2 separate regions of the Bos taurus genome follow, and region 2 is linked to region 1. Evidence: chromatin contacts called from public Hi-C data. All regions are on one chromosome and are shown on one strand. The core of a region is the stretch at or near the end of the contact, and the rest is flanking DNA. Distances in the headings are between cores, read along the strand shown. Region 1 overlaps AAK1 (AP2 associated kinase 1). Region 2 overlaps AAK1 (AP2 associated kinase 1).

Region 1 (6,954 bases), core at 2,157-4,656:
CTCAGCAAGACCTGAGGATATCAATGAACAAAGACCTCGGCCCTGCTGATGTCTCTCACCATTTCTGCATTTGCTAGACAGCTAATGCCATGGAAACAGTTCCGACAAGACGGCCGGGTGGCTCTGGGAAAGGCCCTTGTCTGGTCGATCTCCGATGGTGACAGTCCAGGCCCAGTGTGCTCTGGTTTTACGTGCAGTAATTCACAAGCCTCTGCTGTGTGTGAGCCAACCTGCTTTCTTTCTTTCTTTTTTAAACTTGTCATTTTACATTGCAGAATAGCCAAGTAACAATGTGGTGATCGTTTCAGGTGAGCAGCAAAGGGACTCAGCCATATATATACATGTATCCATTCTCCCCAAAACTCCCCTCCCATCCAGGCTGTCACATAACGTTGAGCAGAGCTCCCTGTGCTGTATACAGTAGGTCCTTGTTGGTTATCTGTTTTAGATGTAGCAGTGTGTACATGTTCATCCCAAAATCAACTATCCCTCCTCCTAATTTCTTAAACTCTGACCTTTTGTTCCACACAGGCAGGTACCTTCTCTGGCAGTTTTTGGGGGATGGAGGAGAATTTTGCCTAGAGAGAACCCCCGAACTGCAGATGTTCCCCAGTTGTTACAGTCCTAGAAAGGAAGAGCCAGCTGCCAGCTGCCCCGTGTTCAACCTGGGCTGTGGCTGTGATTGGGTTCTGTTGATGTTTCTGGAGCACTGTCAGAGTTTGCCAGTGTCTGACTGTGCCCACAGCTCCTGATGGGGAGAGAGGAGGTTGAGAACCCCCAGTCATCCCCCATCTGGGTGTTCTTTCTGCCTGGGGCAGGGACTGCTTTGACACGTTCCCCAGAAGGAAGCTGGCACATGGCGATTTTTAATTTGAGGCGAGTTAGGCGAGATTGACGTTAAAAAAACAAACCCCAAGTCCCCACTGAAATCAGTGTTGAACAAATGCTGCAGATTGACCTTTTCTCCTGCAGAATCTTTGCTGTGCTCCTTGCCATCTGTTATAGAGTTTAGAAAACTTTCGTTCCTTCTGAAACTTTTGGCAAAATGTGAATCAGTTGTGGATGGGTGTTTGTCAGCCTCTTGGTTGTCACTCCCTGCGGGAGCTCACAAACACTGCACCCAAGTTCTCCCTCCCACCAGGCCGGCGAGGGAGGCCAAGCCCTGGGCAGGTCCCTTGCCTTTCACCATGTCTTTTCCCATACCTTCCCTGGTAACGGAGGTGTCCTGTAGGGTCTGCTGTGGGGAGGGAAAGTCAGCAGCGAAGGAGAGTGGACAAAGTCAGGGCCAGGAATTGGTGTGCCCGGATTGCCGCCCTCTGGCCCTTCCTCTAGGTGGCAGCACTGGGAAGCCACTTGGGCTTTTCTCTGTGCCTCAGTTGCCCAGCTGGTCAAGTAGAGTTGGTCATACATGTCCCGCTACTTCACAGGACTCTCGTAAAAGTTGAAGTTGGGCTGTCTCGTTCAGTCCTAGCCTGGAAATGGGTTTCCTTGACTTGCACAGGGGTGAAGAGCTTTTCTACAGTTGTAGCCAGGATTTGAAAATCAGGAGATTTCTCCTAAAAATCGAGCTTCTTTTGGAAATCAAAAAACTTGGCAGCCCTCAGCCCACATTCCTCCATGGCAACAGCTGGCCTTCACTGAGAAGCCACTGCCTCATGAACGGGGTGTGCCCTTTCTGGTTTGCCTGGGTCCGCCCCTGCTCATGATCTCCCATCAGCAGGCTCCCTCTGTACACTTTGTTATGCCTGCACTGTCTCCCTGCTTTAGATGGTCTGTCTGGCCCCTGTAGGTATTTGAGTTTATGCCCTTTATCTCAAGAAGATACTCCAGATTTAAAACTTTAACGACATTCATTTAGATACCACTTGTATCTACCATAAATACAGAGGATTTGGGTGGGGAGGAGGTAAGGCCAGACAACCTGTATTCATCATATCCCTCCTATGGATATGATGGTGTCTCGCCTGTCATTCGGTCCTCCCCAAAGCTAAGAGGTGAATCTCAGCCGACCTTGAAAGGTGGAAGGATGGGGCCTCAGGGAGACCGTGGCTTTCCTGAGCCAGGGTTTGAACCTAACCTGCTGGACTCCACAGGAATACTCCACGGTCTCAGTATAGAGTGGATCTGGTGGCCCTGCCCCCACTCCCACCTCTGTAGCTGCCTGTGCACATATGTGTCAGTGGTAGGCTTGTAGGTAAAGGCTGTTTGTGTGACTCACAGTGCTGTACTCCTTACCTTTATATAGGGATATGGAATATTCTTTGGGTTTTTTCTCCTTTAAAGCAGAGTTTCCCCCCTTTTTTCAGAATGAATATTCAGCAGATAAAAGGAAGCTGTATGTAGAGCCACTGCAGCATCTCCTGTAATCCTAAGTCTCCGAGGGACCCATTCATTTAAATACCACTAATTTGGTCTTAATTTCTGCAGTTGAGGAAATGGAGACCAAAGAGATCCAGTAACTTATCCAGTGTTGTCCTTTCTTTTATATCTCCTGGGTTAATACCACTTTAACTGGATTCGCTCTCTGATTATTATTTGTTAATTAATTTCTGGCTGCGCTGGATCTTCATGGCAGTGCGTGGGCTTTCTCTAGTTTTGGGGTAAGGCGCTACTCTTCAGGGGCGGAGGGTGGACTTCTCATTTCGGTAGCTTCCCTTGTTGTGGGGCACGGGCTCTAGGCACGTGGTCTTCAGTAGTTGTGGCGTGGGCTCAGCTCTTTGGAGGCATATGGAATCCTCCTAGACCAGAGATTGAACCTGACTCCCCTGCACTGGCAGGCGGATTCTTATCTACTGTGCCACCAGGGAAGTCCTCTCTCTGTCTGATTCTTCAGTGAAGCTTCAGAAAGCTGTTTTATTTTATGCTAGCTTTCTGTTAGTTCCAAGAGAAACTGCATTAAGTAAATAGCAGTCATTGGGTTAAACCTTATTTTGAAAGAGAAACACAGAACGTGTAGGGTGGAGAAGTGGAGGACGTGAGCAGAGTGTGGGTCTGGGTGAAGTTTCCCTCATTGTAGTTTCCTCTGGCTCTGGTTTCTGTTTCCTTTCCTCTCACACAAGTGGAAGCCATTCCTCAAGGTGTGGATGGGACCCATGATAGGAAATGAAGTTTCCTTTTACCTTCAGGAAATAAGCAAGCCGCAGATGTTGGTAACCCAGACTCCAGGCTCGATTGCTAAATACCCACCAAAAACCTCTTTGGCAGCAAATCCAGAAACCCTGCCTCAGCACCATGATGGGCTTCTTTGTTTCACGGTCTAATCATTCTCATTGTCTGCCCAGCTGTTCCCTATCTCTGTGCATATCACTGCTCAGATCATCAGTTTGGTGCTTTCCTTCTCTTCTCACTCACCTTCCCTCCCCATCCCTCACTCCTCCTTGCTAAGTGGAGTCACTGTTGTGTTAATTCATTCAGAAGAGCCCCCAGGGCCTGGTACCACCTAGCATGATTGCTTATTTTAGATAAAGCCAGGAGCTGTACTACAGTTACTTCAAAAGCCCCATTGCCAGTGTTGAATAGCATGATCAGGCTCCTTGAGAAGGTTCTGTTTAAAAGATTTCAGTCCAGATAATGATGTTGATGACCATGATCTCCTGTTGATGTTAAAGTTGAACAAGATTTTAGCAATTATATAATCCCCTCTCTTTGTATTACAAAGGGCTTCCCTGGTGGCTCAGATGATAAAGAATCTGCCTGCAGTGCCGAAGACCTGGGTTCAATCTCTGGATTGGGAAGATCCCCTGGAGAAGGGAATGGCAACCCACTCCAGTATTCCTGCCTGAGGAATCCCATGGACAGAGGAGCCCGGCAGGCTAGAGTCCAGGGGGTCACAAATAGTTGGACATGACTGGGCGACTACACTTTCACTTTTTCTTTCATGTATTACAAATTCTCACTTTCCTTTTTTCCCTCAGAGATAGATAGCCATTTCTGTCATCTTTGCCTGAGAGGTAGAAGTCCAAGTTATCTCAGTAATTTCATTGGTGACTCGTTGATACTGTGCTCATTAAAGCCTTTTATCAGGACAGTGGTAGGAAGCAGGTAATCCTGAAGTTGAAAGATAAGCGATCTATTGGGAAATGCAAATTAAAATCACAATTAAATATCACTACACACTCAACAGAATGGCTAAAATAGGAAGACCAATAAAACCAAGTGTTGGTATTAGAACAGGGTCCATATTTCTCTCTGCGTGTGTGCTCAGTTGCTCAGTCCTGTCCAGCTCTTAGAGACCCCATGGACTGTAGCCCACCAGGCTCCTCTGTCCATGGGATTTTTCAGGCAAGAATACTGGAGTGGGTTGCCGTTTCCTTCTCCAGGGGATATTCCCCACCCAGCGATCTAACCCGAGTCTCTCATCTCTTGCATTGTGACAGGGCAATAATTAACTTGAGTTGTATAGAAGCTGCTCCTTTACATGGACCATATACTTTGGTTTTCCACAATCTCCACCACTCTCTGTAGTCTTTTCTAATCTCTCCTCATTAAGAGGAAAGCTAATTCATTTTTGAGGACTCACTATGTGTCAGGCACTGTTCTTGGGCATGAAGATACAGAGGGGAACCAAACACAAAACCTCTAATTCATATAGTGAGTGGAAAGTACCCATCTGCATCATCAGAAATTAGAGGGAGAAAGTGAGGCCAAGAGTACTGTGTATTTTAGGGAAAGTGGGAGAAAGCATGTTTCTTTGTGGAAATAAAAATATTTTTGGATTTAAAATGAATTGGTAAAAGTGAGTCTGTCAAAATTATCCTGTCCTGCCTCTTTCCCTTACCTCACATAATGGGTCAGATCCTTTTTCCTGTTACAATTCAATACATCCATGAATTTTCCTAAGAAATGGATTTCAGCAAAATCCTGAACATTATCTTAGTGTTTTAAAAAATGCCAGTAGGCAGAGCGATTGGCACAGGCTCCAGTGGGCAGACTGGCACAGGCTCTGCTGAATGTTAGCTTTTCTTCCCTCTGTGCAAACTCTCCCCAGCTCAGCTTTAGATTTTTCCATTTAATCAAGATGTAGGGATGCAACTCAGTCTTAGGTAAGCACCTCTCTTGAAGCCTGATAGCTGCCTTCTGTAATCCCCATACCCTCTTCAGCTGTGGCCGAGCCTCTTCTCACCCTGATACGCGTGGCAGATGTGGGCCTGTGGTGAAGAAGATTCGTGCTGTTTGCGCTCTACCTGAAATTTACACTCCTCTTAGTCAGCCATGTGGTGAAAGTGACTAACATCTTTAAACTGACAAATCCTATCAGGCTTCGATTTTTTCTTTTTCAAGATTTTTTTTTTTAATGTGGATCATTTTTTTAAGTCTTTATTGTCCTTGTTACAATATTATTTCTGTTTTAGTTTTTAAGCCGTGATTTAAATGCTTCTTACCTGCAAGTGCCCCTGTGGCGCTAGTGGTAAAGAACCCACCTGCCAATGCAGGAGACATAAAAGATGCAGGTTTGATCCCTGGGTTGGCAAGATTCCCTGGAGGAGGTCATGGCAACCCACTCCAGTGGTCTTACCTGGGAAATCCCATGGACAGAGGAACCTGGCGGGCTACAGTTCTTAGGGTCTTCAAGGGTCAGACACGACTGAAGCGACTTAGCATGCAGCACGTGCCTGCAAATAAGCCCCTTAATAGGCATAGATGCCTAAAACGTGGTTCTGTTTGTGGGAAGCATAGCGGCTCATTTCTTTGTCTGTAGATTAATGTTGGTCACAGATTTTGAGAGTCTGGGCTGGCATTTCTCAACCAGTTACGCTTGACTGGATCCTGCCATAGGCCTTGGAACTGATTCTCTAGTCCTGTCTGGAAATGTCATCTTGCTACCTGGTGAAGAAAGCTGCACTGCTCCCACCTGGTGGCAGTTATCTCGAATTGCTACATCACCAGCCTGCTCCTCCAGGCTCACCTTGCCCTTTGGTGGTGCCACATGTCAGAACCGTAGGAACTGGTCATTCCCAGCTTCCGTTCTGCAGCGCTGTCACGTGTCTCCTTGTGATCTAAATGAGTATTGCAGTTTTCACTAAGTGGAAAGAACACTTTTTAGATAATTAGGACAATAACACTGGTCCAGGTTCTGCCCACAACTAGCCATTGGGTCCTAAAAATGTGGTTCCTCCCCCATAAAGCAAAATGCTAGGACTTAACACTCTGTAGCAGCACTGCTCGAAGAAGGAAATGGCAACCCACTCCAGTATTCTTGCTGGGAAAATCCCATGGACAGAGAAGCCTGGCGGGCTTCCATGGGGTTGCAGAGAGTCAGACATGAATGAGCAACTGAGCACAGCACAGAAGCATGGCTGGTGCAAAGTCTGCAGTTCTGTGATTTAAAGAGAAATTCAAAATCTGTAAAAGAAATACCTACCTGTATTGTTCACACAACAATTATGATTATGCTTGGAAATTGTATAATTTATCATTTATATTAATACTATTATTTTCTCCAAGTTTAATTGCTTATAAGAGACATCATGAATTTAATGGCTTTTGAGGGGGAAAGGGAAGACAAATAGTACTGCATTAAATGTACATATTTATTAGAAGAAAATTCTGATACTAAAAATTAAAATGTAAAAATATGCATCTTAGAATTGCGTTCTTTTGCATGTGTGTTAGACTTCTATCTATTGTCGATGCATGCTAGGGTTTTAAAAATCTTTTATGGTAAGTACTCAAAATTGTAGAATTAAATCGACAGTTGAGCAGTGTGAGTGGACTTTATTATAAGAAAATGAAAAATGTTATTGAGGTACAAAAATTAGAGAGATGACAGCTGAAATGAAAGACTGGATGGTAAATTGTAGTGTTTATCTGAGTACTGAAGAGCACCATGACAGGAAATACACAAACTTGCAGTCTCTGCTAAATCATTATCAAAACGCACATTTGGAACATTTGAGTCTGTTCAAAATTTTTTTAACACAGAATTATGTGTGTGCTTTATGAAAAAATGCAACA
Region 2 (6,954 bases), core at 1,129-3,628, 56 kb before region 1:
TCATTTTCTCAGAATCAGCAAGCCAGCAATCTTTCTTAACTTACTATGGTTAAAAGTCTCTATGTAATTTTCTGTGTAAAACAACTACTTCCAGAATAAACCAACAAACACACCAGCAGAGGTAGAATGGCAGGTCTGTGTGGGTCCTGGCTGAGGAGATTCTAACAGTGCTGTCTACTGACTATTTGTGAATTATGAGCTCAAAAAAATTCTCCCCAAATTCCCATATCTGAGCAACCCCAAAATGGGGTTGAAGCACTTTCTGAATTGAATTACTCAAAACAAGGTTCAGTTGGGAAGGGATAATAAAGGTCAGAATGTTATGAGAGAAGATATCGATAATCCTTTGTACGAGGAAGAATTTTCATGAAGAGTCTAATACTTGCAGCTAATGATCTTGGGTTCAAGTTCCTCCACTTACACTACTTATCCATCTGGCTTTGAGGTAGTTGTTGAACCATCGTGAGCCTCTGCTTCCTGGTTTGTAGTAAATGTCCTTCTCTCTCTGTTGGGTTGCTGTGATCATGAAGTGAGAGGCTGTGGGTGTAACACAGAGTGCATGAGACACAGCTAGCCCTGCCAGCCAGGAGGAGCAAGGTTTACTAAGTGTATTTTCTCCCAGCTCTGTTAGAAATGCTGTGGCAGAGAAGTAATGGAAGCCTCAGATCCTGCCCTCCCAGTTGACGTGACCAACACATGGGAAACGAGTGCACCCCACAAGACAATAGCTACTGAAATGCTGGAGTGTGTGGTGTAGTCTCTAAATTTTGGGTGGCTGAGGGAAAGGGAGCAGTGAGGACTGAAGTGGTTAGACGAGGTTTTCTGGAGTGTCATTGTTCTTGAGTCTTTTCTCTGGGACTCCGTCTTTGAGGAACCTTGTTCTAGGGAACACATCTAGTTCTGCACCTTTGTACATTATATTCTTAGTAAAGTTGAAGTAAGTGTTGCAACATTTTTAGTCTCTTTTGAGGAACAAAGTTTTTTACATAGATAAATCATATGTTCCGTGTGTACACCCAAAGCAAAACTTTTTTATTCTATGTGATTTTGAATCACTCAGGAATAATGGATATTAGCACTTTGAGGCTATACTGCCTTCAAGATTTTGTGCCTACTTTCTCCCTCTGTTGCAGGAAGGGGGACCCCTTCCAGGACCTGAAAGAGGGCTCTTGTCTAACACTTGGAAATGAATTGTCCAATGAGACACACATGCTGACAAAGCAAGAGCCTCTATTGGAAAGGGATGCCTGGGTGGAGAGCAAGAGGGCAAGGGAACCAGGAGAACTGCTGTGTCATGTGGCTCTTAGTCTCGGGTCTGATGCCGATGGGGTTAGTTTCCGGGTTGTCTTTGGCCAATCTCTTTGACTCAGGGTCCTTCCTGGTGGCACACCCATTGCCCAGCCAAGATGGATGCCAGTGAAAAGGATTCTGGGAGGTGGTAGGACACATGGCCTCTCCTTTTGACCTTTCCTGAGCTCTTCCTGTTGGTTGTGGCTTACTAGTTCAGTGTTCCCTACCAGGACCTCCTGTCGTAAAATAATTCATGCAGATGGTTACTATGGTGCCTGGTTAAGGTGGGCGGTTTCAGTCAGTGTGTTTCCCCTAATACCTCCTTATTAGCTTTATGGCATTAGTCTATTATGTACTTTAAGCAGTCTCAGTTCTTCTGTTGAGTTATGAACAATTGTTAGGAAAGAGGAATCCTTCTGCCTGAGACTTGAGCCTTGACAGAGGGCGAGTCCCCAAGTTGGAACAAAGTTAAAAGAGTAAAAACTTGGAGTTTCATTTGAGATGCGCTGTGAGTGAATCAGCTTGATCTGGCCATTTTTCTCCTTGGGCTCTGAGTTAACTTTGGCAGCCAATGGAAGGCCATGCCAGTTGAAGCTGTGTCATTTATGATTTCTGAAGAGCCAAGAGATTGTTAGATGAAAGAGTTCATGGCATCCCTATATTATTGTAATAAAAGGCCAAGCATAGCATTGATGTTGGATTATCATTTGTAATTATAATGATCTTAAATAATGATGCCTTTCATCTGGGGCTTGAGTCCTGGAGAAAGCAGTATAATGCCATGTAATTGTTTGGCGCCTGTTTTTAAGGACGCTTATAGCTATTGTACTAGGACCTTTAGAGTGAGAGAAAGATTATTGTCCTTCTGGAACTGAGCATGAATTTGAGAACAAAATGGAGACTTTATTACCCTTCAGGGACAGGAAGAAAGAAGAGGGGCCTCCCAGCTTTACAGAGGTGGCACGTCTCCTGCTAGTATCCTTGACTCATTTACCCTGGTCAGTGAATCTTCTTGGTTCAGGAAGTGCTGATTATCTTACGGGTTTGTTAGACTTGTTTAATTTCCCCTGGGGGTAGCCTCCTAGCCCTGTTTCACAGACCTTTGTCCTCTACTGTTTTTTAGAATCCCTGGAATCTTGGTGGTCGGGGAGTGGACAGTGTTGGAAGAAATAATTCTTTCTGACCTTTCGGCTATGGAAAACCCTGTTTTTACCAGAAGGTGTAGCTCAGTAAAGATTGAGGAAAACCTGATGTTCAGTTCTGTCTTTGCTCCTTGACTGCCTAGATCAAGGGGAGCACCATGGTGTTCTCCTTAGAGGACTTTTCAGAGTTAGTTTAAAAGCATGGGTACTGGAGGTGGGCAGTCCTTGGCTTGAATCCTGGCCCCATCCCTGTGATGGTGGGGAATTTATTAAGATCCTGGCTTGTCATTTACAAAATGCAGATAACACCCTGGGTGGTTGTAAGAATGGATGAAATTCTGTAGAGCACCTAACATAGTGTCTAGCATGTAGTCAGTCTGCAAACAGTAACTCTTAGTATTTAGGTGCATGAATTTTGTTTTTATCAAGCAGTATTTGGTTTGCTGTGTAAAACCTGGTGGAGCTAGAGTCTTGGTGATAAATGAATAGATAATATTTATAGGTAGATATCTGTATCTTCTATATCTATATATCTAAATTTTTCACAGTATCTACAAAACCCCAGGATGAATGAGAGGAGAAATTCAGATTTTATTTTATTTTTTTCCCCACTTAAAAGCCATGTGTGTTCAGCTAACTCCCCCAGCCTGTCAGGTTGTTGTTAGTATCCTGGGTCTCTCTGCCAGAGGAATGCCTGCCCTCCAGGCGCACGTCCACCTTCACATCTTTGTGCTCTAACACAGGTCTCCTGTTTCATTCAGGCCTGTGCTCCCACTCATCTCCCATGAACCATGGATTTAGCTGTTTCCAATGCTCTACTGATGGTGTCCCCTGCATCTGAGATCCCCTTCCCAGCCCACCCACCTACCTTAATCCACGGATCCTTTGTCCTGCCTCACCTCAGTACTCACTGCAGCTGTCAGATGGACATTCCTTCCTTCTGTCCTCCAGTGCCTGTCAGTCTTGCTGGCTCTGTTGACTCTTTGGGCCTGTAATCTCACACTTTTATTTTGCTGTTTCTTCAGTTATATCTACTTTCTAGTGTAAGATAGATAGTTCTTAGGAGGCAGGATATAAACCTTAGATTTATTTTGTATGCAATTAAGAACTCTTAAATTTGAACAGTGCAAGGGTGGGTATTGGAGAATAATTCACTGGGCAGGCACTAGAACTAGATTTGAGAGGTATAGACCTCCTTTATCCCTCTTTTAATTAAAAAAATAGTTCTGTATTTGGAACCTCATTACAATCATAAGAAATCTTCTAGTTTTTCAGTGAAGTTGAAAAACAACAAAATACAAAGCAAAATAGGACATCTTCCAGAAAATCGTGTAAATCTCTCTTTGTTGATTGGATTCTATTATGGGTACCTAATACTGTCAGTCTCAAAAGTAGAGCTGTGAGGTATAAATATCTTAACTTTATAAAGGAACTCTAAAACTAAGGTTAGGTCAAGTATCAAAAACTCAGATATTACTGGAATTTATCTTTAAGCAAGGCATGCATTAATTTTCTAGCTTGTGTAGTTGTAGAAGTGAAATGAAGTGAAAGTCGCTCAGTTGTGTCCGACTCTTTGTGACTCCATGAACATACAGTCCATGAAATTCTCCAGGCCAGAATACTGAAGTGGGTAGCCATTCCGTTCTCCAGGGGAATCTTCCCAACCCAGGGATTGAACCCAGGTCTCCCGCATTGCAGGTGAATTCTTTATCAGCTGAGCCACAAGGGAAGCCCTGTGTAGTTGTTGGCCTGCAATAAATTAGACAGTGACTCTCAACGTGTGTGCAGGGTAGTGAGCATAGGGGCAAGGGGCAGATAGGGAGGGAATGTATAATTTGGAAATGCCCAGTCCAGCCAGGAAAGAAGGGAACCTCAGTGAGAGTGGGGAGTGGTGGTTTTACCCTCTAAAGAGTCAAATTGTAGATGCAAGGGGTTGAGGTGGGGAGAGGACATGCGATTTTTATATCTGTCAAAGAGGATATGGCCTTTGAAAGTTTCATAAATATGGCACAAGCAGTTCAGTTGTAAATTGAGTCTGGAGAGGTGCTGCCTAAAACTAATCCCTGTGTGTAACTTTTGGAACAGATAGGCACTCATTTAAATCTCATCTCAGGCCTTTCTTGACCATCCATTATAAGGAACCCATCATGTTTTAATTTGCCAGGTAGCACATGTCAGCTGATTTTTCTTGCTCGTTGTTTATCTCCTCCCCACTAGAATTTCACCTCCATGAAAGCAGAGCCCTTGACTGACTTGTTTGCTGCTCTGTCCCCAGTGCCTGGCTAGGGCCTGGTACATCTAAAAGCTCAGATGAAAACCAGCTGAATGAATGAGTGAGCACATGGAGGAGGCAGAAGGAATGGCTGAGGATATGGATGGAGAACTGGGAGAGAGTGAGTGAGGGAAATGAATACTAAGTAGATTTAAAAGTAAGAAGGGTGTGGATACATCAGGGTGTAAGAAAGCAGAAAGGTCACCCAGGACGAGGATGGAAGAGCATCTCTTGGATTTGAAAATACGGGGATCATTCATGAGCTTTGTTAAGAACATTCTAAGTGGAGTGATGGAGTGGAATCTAGGTGGGAGTGAAATGAATGAATGGGAAGTGAGGGGGATGCTGAGTCAGGAGGAATTTATTATTATTAAGTGGTGGAAGAGTCTTGAGTACATTAAGTGGAAAAGAAGTGGCCACTAGGGAGGAAGTTGGAAATGTAGTACGGGACGGTTACTATTGAAATAGGGCTGAGGAGGTGATGGCAGGTCATGGATGGAGTCATGGACTTTTATGGAACAGATGACCTTGAAGAGGAGAAAGAGCACTTTATTCACTGACCTGGAAGGAAGAGAAGTAAGAATGGGGGTGCAGGAGAAGGAATTGGTGAGGTTTGGCAAGTTGAGGGAGTTCTTGCCTCATGGCTTCTGTTTTCTCTTGGATGATGTGGGATGGGAGTTGAGTTGGGGGTTCAAGAGAGGAAAGAAGGATATGGAGGAGTTTCCTAGGTTTATGGAGAGAAGGACTGAGACTAAGTAGAAGAATGGCCTGGTCATATGGAGAGCCCATTTGAGATGACTCAAAATAAGAATACGTGTTGTCCTGACCCCTGAATGTTTTATCAGTTCTGAAAAATGCACGATTTTGAATTGGGCTTTTTCTGAAATGCATTATGTATTTCCTGTCTTCTAAATTATATGCCACTGGGCTTCCCTGGTGGTGCAGTGAGTAAGAATCTGCCTGCCGGTGCAGGGGACACAGGTTTGATCCCTGGTCCCAAAAGATCCCACGTGCCTAGGAGCAGCTGAGCCCTTGTGCCACAACTGCTGAACCAGCACTCTAGAGCCTGCAAGCCAAAATTGCTGAGCCCTCGTGCTGCAACTGCTGAAGCTCGCTCGCCTAGAGCCTGTGGTCCGCAACAAGAGAAGCCATCACAATGAGAAGCCGGCGCACCGCAATTAGAGCCCATGCAAAGCAACGAAGACCCTGTGCAGCCAAAAATAAACAAATAAAAATTAAAAGAATTATATACCACAGAGGCAGCATAATATAGGCGGAAAGTACCCTTGATCTGAACCTGTCTGGTGACCACCATGCCCTGGATTCTGGACAAAAGGCTTCCCAGCTCTGTCCATCATCAGGTTCTTGTCTGTAAAATGAGAACGAGATGATGGTGAATTTGCTTTCTCTAACATCTTCCTGTTCTCTTATTTCTCAAATGCATTGTTATTAGAATGTTCTTGTTTTGTTACAGATCTGTTAGGGCCTTTGCATGATATGGGCGAGACAATTTGCTCCTGAATAAATTGGCCCTGGGTTGCTAGGCTTTTTGAATTTCATGTTGTGCTTTTCAGTGTTTTCTGGTTCCTTTCTTAAAAGATTGTCACCTGTCACTTCTTACTGCTACCAGAGTGTCTTCCTGAATTAGTGCCTCTCTAATTTGCCGCTTTTAGTCTGCTGTGGACTTTGAAACTAGGTGACTAAGCTTGTTAGAACCTTGTGTAACAATAAAGAGCCTTTGAGGGTCTAAAATTTAATTAAAGTACATGAGCTGCTGAGCATGGGCTTCAGGTCTCTTGTTGGCACAGAAACCACTTTTTTATGTCTGTTCTAGAAATGTTGAGTTCTAAAGAGATAACGAGTTACCATTTGATACTTATTATTAATACAACGTATTTAGAATCTTTTGCCTGAAAAATTGTCAATGCCGTAGGGCCTTCGCTCTTCCATTTTCCTTTTCATCTACTGTCCTTTCTCTTGCTGCCTTCTCAGCCCCTTCTCCACACTTCTGTGGAAGGCAGTATTTCAGGCACCATTAGAATACGATTGTAGTCATTCACTTTTGGCTTATTTGAAACCACAGAGATGGTTCCAGGATTATAACCCACTGTTCAATCCTTTATCTGTTTATATCTCAATAAGAGCCCTGCTGGAGACCCTCATATGGTATTTGGGGTTGGACCTGGAAGACTGGAAAGAATGAAATGAATGCTAGTTCCATGTATAATCTTTGGGAGATATGGAAGAAAG

Evidence for each region. Hi-C and Micro-C count contacts between places; a contact is called where the count stands out from the background.
Region 2: a contact with region 1 is called in a Hi-C map of blastocyst, with 1.8 times the contacts expected there. The contact joins two enhancer-like sites. A contact is called at or near these places in 2 of 11 Hi-C or Micro-C datasets (blastocyst and liver).

What each region holds. Positions count from the first base shown.
Region 1 is chr11:67,919,718-67,926,671 of ARS-UCD2.0, reverse strand. The region is part of intron 2 of AAK1 (AP2 associated kinase 1); the gene reads left to right. Among named protein-coding and RNA genes, the nearest start is that of AAK1, 68 kb to the left of the region's middle. Within about 2 kb of position 3,406, at least 6 of the 102 cell types and tissues checked have an H3K27ac peak or open chromatin away from gene starts, as enhancers often do. A contact at or near this core is called in blastocyst, where this site is marked.
Region 2 is chr11:67,974,990-67,981,943 of ARS-UCD2.0, reverse strand. All of the region lies in intron 2 of AAK1 (AP2 associated kinase 1), which reads left to right. Among named protein-coding and RNA genes, the nearest start is that of AAK1, 13 kb to the left of the region's middle. Within about 2 kb of position 2,378, at least 7 of the 102 cell types and tissues checked have an H3K27ac peak or open chromatin away from gene starts, as enhancers often do. A contact at or near this core is called in blastocyst, where this site is marked.